Linked DNA regions of Macaca mulatta: region 2 is linked to region 1. Evidence: chromatin contacts called from public Hi-C data. All regions are on one chromosome and are shown on one strand. Each heading gives the region's core, a stretch centred on a gene start, on an enhancer-like site or on the middle of the called end of the contact. The rest is flanking DNA. Distances are from core to core; before and after follow the strand shown. Region 1 overlaps CDKAL1 (CDK5 regulatory subunit associated protein 1 like 1). Region 2 overlaps CDKAL1 (CDK5 regulatory subunit associated protein 1 like 1).

Region 1 (4,228 bases), core at 1,014-3,513:
CTGAGTGCTTATGCCCAATCATTATGATGATTTCTCACAATTTATGCAAGGTAAAGAATTATTATTTACATGATGAAACAACTGACACTTGGAAAGGTTAAATTATTTGCCCAAAGTCACACACCTGGCTAGTGGCCAAGCCAGGATTCAACAGTGTAATTTCACTACCCTGGCTCTTCCTATACTCACAGCCTGTAAATAAATAGATGACAGAGCAAATGTCTACTGAATTATGAGGGGGAAAACGCTGATATTTTAATGCTTTGAAAACAAACAAGTAAACTTCAGGAAAGAAAGAAAATACTGCTGGTATGCTTTCTAACGCCATAGTATATATTAAGTAATAATCAAGTAAATTCCCAAGATGTAACTTAAAAGGAGTTTTCAACCAACTCTCGTTGCTGCCCTAATGAGTTTCTAGAAATATAATCGGGGAAAAATAAGCTACATTTTGTTAACCTTTTATAGTAGGCTTATTCAAAGTAAATGGGGAAAAAAGTTAGTTGGGCATTTTAAAGTACTAAAGTAGCTTATAACTCTATCCTCTCATGAAGCCTGAGGTATCTGGACAATAGGTTGGAAATGAGTGATGGGACATTCAGATGGCAGCAGCATCATTGACAGAACAGCTCTCCACACCTTCGAGGCACTACACTGACAAATACTGACCTCAAGGGCATCACAGGGAGCATTCATGTAGTGTTTGGAAGAAGCAAACAGGTTTTTCTCTCATTTTCCATTTTTGGAACATTCATGGAAATAAAATGACAAAATGCATGGGGATTCTCTCAGTGGAACATTGTAACGAGGACATTTCTATTATTTATAGAAAGCTGTTCAAGCACTCAGACCATATAAATATTATATTTGTACTTATTAAAGAAATAGTGAAATCACTAATGTCAGTTACCTGCAATCACAGATGCTAGATGGTCCAAATTATTTTGATACACTGCACTGTTATAAATTATACAGCATTAAAAATCAGCCATCAGATGCTACTTCATTGTGACCATTTGTGTTATATGAATATATACTACGGATCTTTAAAAATGTTTCATGATATTAATATTCATATTGACAAGGAAATCAACCATATATGGACTACCTACTAATATTATGCTAGAAATCTTATTTTTAATATTATCTGAAAGTATTCATATAAAATTAATTTGGCAAGTTTTAAGAATTTTACTTCCCTACACAATATACAACCTCAAATACTTTTTTTTGTTTTTAGCCATTTTACCCATTCTTAAGTGTGCCTTCTTCAGTGGTGTTTGGTATGTTTATACTGCGGGGGAACCATCACCGTATTTTCTTATTCTGAAGCTTGACTAAAAAATGAATTTTTGTTATATTTGAGACAAAAGCTACATCGGCCTCTAGAAATAAAACTCACACGTTAAAAAATGACCAAGGAAAATGCAATGCGGTTTACTATTTACTCTTTACATTATACTTTTATTTATAAATTATTTTGAAGAGCAAAGTTCATTTGGCTAATTTAAATCAAACAGATACTCTATTTTATTTTTTAAATAACTACAAGAGTGGTAAATAGTTTAGAATCAGACGGTCATGTGAATGTTACTACAGAGAGTTAGCTTTACTCAAAAAGAAAGTCAACTAGATGATTTGTTTTAATATATCTCACATGGCCGAGATTGTGAATTACATCATATCAATACCACTGTTGAGAGCAACTCCCAACTAAAATGAGATGAGATACTGAACAGATGAAGTGCTGTTCAAAGTCAATGTAGCCCAGACTTAGGGGACAGAAGAATTAATGAGAAAATGAGAATCTACCAGATGGTGCTGCAGTATTCCTCGCTGCACATCCGCCACCTCAAGCAGCTTCTATACATGCAAAGCCCCAGGGCCCCACCTGGTAGCAGCATAATTACCCTAAATGTGCACTTATGTTTCATTACACCTTGGCCATTACTATGTGCACTGATTACAAGTATCAATCCCTTTCATTTTCATACACCTCTGCAGTTCCATAGCATTCAACTGTGAAAACTCAGCACTCTAGTCACTTCTAACACACGGCCCATGCTGATAAAACCGCAGAGGGTAAATTATTTGTCACTCTGCAGGGTGCCAATTCAGTTTGATAAGGATGACATCATGCCCATTTTGCCAATAACAATGGCACTAACAAGAACGTGTAATCAACAAACCTCAGTCCTCCGCTAGCCCTGGCAGGTGCAACTCTTTTTATGCTAAAAATAAGCCAACATTAGCTTCCAGCTCAAAACTATTTCTTTTATCACAATGCTAAGCAGAAGTTGGCTTCCATAAGGCACTGCAGCTGCTGCTGCCACGGCCGCTTCTGCAGATGCCTGCATTAATTGTATCAAGGACATACTGAAATAAGTGCTTATTCAGCACAATGGCTATTGGGGAGCAGCTGGAAGCGCAAGGCAAACTGTCTTGAAGAGAATGTACCAACCCAGTGTGTAAATTACAATGATGAAGGACAAAGAGAGTCTAAGTTTAAGGGTCTATAACTGCAGAACAGCATGAAAATTTAGTGTTATCAATGGAGTCTGGATCAACTAATAAAGGAGCAGACCCTTTCAGATTTCACCAAAACTACTTTTAGAATGGGGGTGATATTTACTACCCTTTCTACACGGCAGAAATAGGAAAGTCATCATTAAAAATATCAACAGTATTGATACTTCCCTTCTTATATGTACAAATTATAATTCTCCTCCTGTATGAGTGTATGCCTATGTGTGTCTCTGAACTAATTAACAATATAAGATTTATTATAGAGAAGTAATACATAGCTCAAAAGAAAGGATCAATTTGCCCAGCTTTCTTCCTCATTCCCTTAATACCTATTCATGCCACCTCTATACATCCATACAGATGCACTATATATGGGTTACATACTTTGGCCATTTCCTTCCCATTTCCTAACCTCTACATTAGTGAGCAAAAATGAATTAATGGTGATTAAAGGCAATTCCAGGTGACAGGTAATTATGAAGCTTTTGATAGTGCTAGTTTGGGTTAGGGATAGGGGAAATTATTCAACAAAGATACTACTAAAATAAGTGCATACCTGGAGAGGAAGGAAAATGTAAAGTCAGAGAAATAGGTTAGTACCAGACCATGAAGTCCCACGATTCTGTGTCAGTCTTCACCATGGTTTCTGTGACAATACTTATCCTCTCAGAAGGGGCTGAGAATGACCACACTCCTACATTGGTTCTGAAATTGGCCTGAAAACATACTGTGACTCTAATAATACAATACACCTAATCTGACAGTCTTCTGAGATCTGTTAGATTAGTGATGTCTGGGCTGCAAGTATAAAGCAGTTTAGTCATCTAAACTGAACAGGATACACTTCAAACATAAATCGTGTTTTTTGAACATTCACAAAATGACCCATGCTGGTGTGAATCACACTTTTACATGTTAGAAAATGACCACAAATCAAAATAACTAAGTTATTTGACAAATGTTCAAATATTAACACAGTAGATCCTTATTGTCTATAAATCTCCAAATTGACAAAGGTCATACCATTAATAACTGTCTCCCCTTTCGGTGACATCTTCCACACAAATACAAAGATTTAGTAATTTACAACTAAAAAATTGTCAGAGACTTACTCTATATTACACTGAGATATAAATGCTGAGATGCTAGCTAAGCTCCTTCATCAAATAAATGACTTGATCCTCCATTTGAGCCTAAGAGTACAAGCTATTCAAATATAAATTCAAGCCTCAGGAAATTCAAATTGCTTCTCTCCACAGATTTTCATGGTATGAAGAAATAGTTAAAAACAGAATGGTTGGTCTTGAATGTTAAGGGTCTACTGTATAAGTCACTAATAAATGTCACATACAGTTTGCTTTAATTTTACCTTAGTGCAAAAAAAATATTTTATATACAAAGACAAGCATGGGTTTGTAGAAACATGTCCACGCATGTTTAGGGAATAGTAACTGTACCTGTAATCTGCATTGGGAACCAACCCCTCATTGCTTCAGTAATAATTTCCATTTTTATGTAGCATTTCCTAGCAAAATTGTCTTGATGCTAAAATGGTGTTACTGTCACAGTCAAACCATTATGTAATCAGGAATCCCATAAAATAACAATTGATGGTATATCTTCATCCAAAGACACATGGGTGAATTTTTAAATTTCTAACTGATGTAATCACAATGGACACAATTCTAATGATTCTATCCAC
Region 2 (4,228 bases), core at 813-3,312, 300 kb after region 1:
TCCTACATATCCTTCCCTCCCCTGCAAAAACCAGAACTATGCAATTTTAAGATCTATTTTGTGAATTATAGAAATTATCAAAGGCCCAATTGCTACATCTGTTTTGATACGGTCAATCTTTACAAACCTTGAAATACTCAACCAGCATCATCCCTAGGATCAAGAATGAATGAGAAGCATGTTAGGGAGAGGGGAGGCTGAGGCACACGGTGTAGTGACTAACAGCACGGGCTCCAAAATCAGACCAGGTTAGAATGCCAGCTCCACCTGCACTGCCTATGTGACTCAGGCCTAGTTCTTTAACCTCGCATTGCATCAGTATCCTCATGTGGAAAACACGGACTAAAAAACCGAAAAAATTTCCACTTCGCAGAGTTTTGATAATTAATATACGTAAAGCAATCAGGACAATGAACTGGCACCATAACAGGTATTACATATGTGCTAGTAAAACAAAAGCTATATGTAAAAACTCAAAACTGGGCTGATATAATTCTGAACAAAAATAAGGGCACTGATTACAAGCATCTTTGAGAGGCTAAGCACAATTTATACATGCTTTTTTTCAGGCATCCACATTGTATGCAATATACTTTCATTCCTGTATATTTTGCAACTTTCTTCTATGAAGAAAGGCAATTTTGCCAGGCACAGTGGCTCACACCTGTAATCTCAGTGCTTTGGGAGGCCAAAGCAGGTGGATCACTTCAGGTCAGGAATTCGAGACCAGCCTGGGCAACATGTTGAAACCCTGTCTCTACAAAAAAATACAAAAAGTAGCCAAGTATGGTGGTGCAGGCCCGTAATCCCAGCTACTCGGAAGGCTGAGCCAGGAGAATCGCTTGAACCCAGGAGGTGGAGGTTACAGTGAGCTGATATTGCGCCGCTACACTCCAGCCTGGGCAACAGAGCGAGACTCTGTCTCAAAAATTTCATCATAGATAGTATATGAGGAATCTAATCTAGCTACTGCACTTCTTTCTTTCCCACCCAGTAACTCTCTTCCATTGTCCTTTTATACTTTTCCTCCTGGTTCATGACTTAAGCTCATCAATGTCTGCCATAAACAGTGCTTGGTACTTAGTCCTGAGAAAACAATCAGAATTTTATATGACAAGACAGTTTCTTTTGTCAAACATCAAGTCAGCTTCTTCATCGGATGTCAATGCTTTCACCAAACATGTCTGCCATAGAGAACTAAGTAAACAACTAAAACAATCCCAAAACACAATTAAATAAGATAATGTGTGTAAAGCACAGAGCACAGGGACTGGCACTCTATAAATGTGAGCTGCTGTGGAATACTCCTAAAAAGGCACTACTCAGTCTCTCAACTTTAAGGTAAAAATAAATTTGTATTTGATTTCTAGTATACACATTTCTGTTGCTAGAAGCAAATTGAATTTATACATGCAACAACATGGATAAATCCAAAAACAGTGTCTTGAATAAAAGAAGCCAGACATAAAAGTACATACTATGATTCCATTCATATGACTCCCAAGAACGAGTGGGATCAGAATCAGAAAGTGGCTGCTGCAGAGGGGAGGGGAAAGGAAAAGGAGGGTTGACTGGAGAGAGGTAGGAAAAAATTTTCTGGGGTGATGGAAATATCCCCTACCTTGTTTGGGGTAGTGTTTACATAGGTGCATAAATGGGAAAAAAAATCACTGAACTGAACGCTTAAGATATATACATTTTATTGGATGTAAATTATACCTGAATTTTTAAAAATTTAAAAGGCAAATGCATCAGTATCTATTTTTTGTAACTTAGAGTAGGAATGTTATACACACTTAGGTGATTTAGGGGAAGGAAGGTTACAATAATTGCATAAGAAATATGGAGTCAGAGATTTATGAGATATGGTCCAGGGAAGACAAATACATGTATTTGTTCTTTTTATTGTAACTACACCTAAGACTAAAACATTTTCCCCATCCATCTTCTTGACATCCATCTCCTATTGTCTCTCTGAGTTCTGATCATTGGCTCATTCTTCCACTCATCTTCCCTAGACTGTAGTCTGCTTACACCATGATACTAATAGAGTTAACAAAAAGAAAGACTATGAATACCCAATCAAAACAGCAATGTTTTTATTAAATAGACCAGCAGCTGTGTGAGCACAGACTTGTAAATGCATCTGTTCTACAGGATTTTATGTTTAATTCAATTTGTTCAAATCAGAGCACCAAGGCCCTGTAACTGTGGGCTAGACAAGGAAATAGTTTTGCTAAACAGAATCCTATATGAACATGGTATTTTGAGAAAAGAATTGTACCTATTCATTCATTCAGTCATTCACACAACAAGCACTTACTGAGCACCTATTCCATTCCAGCTATTATGTACGATGCTGAAAACACAAAGATGAAGTACAGCCTGGTAGAGGTGACAGACATCTGAACAGATGGTTATAATACATTGGCAGGTTTAATAATACACTTAGGCCTGGGGTAGTACTATGAAAGCACAGAGCAGGGAAAGATCTCTTCTGAAGTCTGAAGCTTTTCTAGAGGAAAAAGGTACAAAGTGAAAATGAAAAATATACTCCCACCTAACCTCCACCCCATACATGGAGGGCTGCAGCTATATCATTAATGTTTCACTTCTAAATCTGGGTAGGTGATATATAACTGGTCCTTATTCTGTTAATCCTTTTCTCTGTCAAATCTTTCATAATAGAATGTGTTAATACTGCCACCAGGTAGTACCTACAGACTCTGAAAGCCTTCCCCACTTACAGCTCTTTCTTTCACAACCGATCGCTTACGGTCACCAAGGTTAGGTCGCCAACAAAGAAGGGAAATGGGGAACACAGACAGAAGTCCCTTGTAATAGCAGTGTATATGGAGGCCTGAAAAGGCAAATGGAAATAGCCTACCAAGATTTCAAAATACACTACAAAAAACTTTTTTAAATACAAAATGGGTATGGAGAACATATTCCAACCTCATTTTATACATACACAGTAAAAAAATAAAATATATATATATACCTGTGCCATATAGAGAAAAAAAGTTATCACAAACAACTAATCCCATTCATTCTGACCACTGTTCTCTCAACAAACATTACTAAACACCTGCTCCACACCACACAGAGAGAAAAGCAAGCTCCTGCCTCCAAGGTGGCTGCAGTCAAGTGGGAGGTGTCAGTCCTGTGAGCTGACTCCTAAAGTACAATGGGTAGGTTCTATGACAAGGACTAGCATAGAGTTTGCTACGAGGAACACGGAGAAACAGAAGGTGCTAAGCATTGCAACATTTACCATCTTCACAGGTCACACAAATAAATGCGTTACCCGGGAGTAAAAATGCTACAGAATAAAATCTGAAAATGCAGAAGACGTGAAGTTAATAAAATAAGAATTGCTTTACCACAAAATCTCACAAAACTGTTGACTTTTATTATACTTCATACCCAATTTCAAAGAGCATAAAATTTTCAGCAATGATGAAACACCAATTGTTCTCCTATTCCATACCCAGGAGTCACACCATCTTGCTAACACCTCCTTTTAATGGTTAAAAAGAAAAAGAAAATTGACAAAATTCTGGAACTTGTTTAAAAGACAGGTGTCACTATCATGCTGCAAATATCCTAGCTTAAGCCAAAATGACTGATAGAGACATGTGCTGGGGCCTCCAGACAAAGGTAGACTTCTCATGACTGGAGTAACTGTGTAACATGTTTACATGTGTAACATAACTCAGCTATTTATTCTTCTTTTACAGTTCTCAGACACTAAATAATGATCTTTAAATCAGTGTTTTGGAATGTTCATTTTTCCATCCTCAAAACACTGTTAAATACAACATAAAAAATAAATTCCTTACATATATATGTCTATAGCTAAGTCAACTTAAGGTACTTTTGAGTTAATTAATTGACTTCCCTCTCCTTGTGATCCTATAGTTATGCTGTAAGAACAATGCTGCTCCTTACACACCTCCTCCTCTTAGCATTCGAGAGTTTAAAGGTAAGGGGCACGACAGATTTGTGATGTTTTGATAGAGTGTGTTGCCATGGAAATGGACTGCCTTGTTCCTTATGAAGCATCATGACCTCATTGCAAATGAAACAAGAAAAGGATGATTTCTGAGGATTCAACTGAAAGAAAAATTAATGGCTAGGGAAAAAAAGATCCAGAAACTAAGCAGACAATGTGAAAAATATTGCAATGTCAAGTGCTATACTGAAATATTTTCAAAGAACTTTTAAA

Evidence for each region. A called contact is a pair of places that touch in the nucleus more often than the background predicts.
Region 2: a contact with region 1 is called in a Hi-C map of fetal cortex germinal zone, with 5 times the contacts expected there. The contact joins two enhancer-like sites. A contact is called at or near these places in 2 of 14 Hi-C or Micro-C datasets (fetal cortex germinal zone and fetal cortical plate).

What each region holds. Positions count from the first base shown.
Region 1 is chr4:162,249,473-162,253,700 of T2T-MMU8v2.0, forward strand. All of the region lies in intron 9 of CDKAL1 (CDK5 regulatory subunit associated protein 1 like 1), which reads right to left. Among named protein-coding and RNA genes, the nearest start is that of CDKAL1, 350 kb to the right of the region's middle. Within about 2 kb of position 2,264, at least 6 of the 40 cell types and tissues checked have an H3K27ac peak or open chromatin away from gene starts, as enhancers often do. A contact at or near this core is called in fetal cortex germinal zone, where this site is marked.
Region 2 is chr4:162,551,444-162,555,671 of T2T-MMU8v2.0, forward strand. The region is part of intron 4 of CDKAL1 (CDK5 regulatory subunit associated protein 1 like 1); the gene reads right to left. Among named protein-coding and RNA genes, the nearest start is that of CDKAL1, 44 kb to the right of the region's middle. Within about 2 kb of position 2,063, at least 3 of the 40 cell types and tissues checked have an H3K27ac peak or open chromatin away from gene starts, as enhancers often do. A contact at or near this core is called in fetal cortex germinal zone, where this site is marked.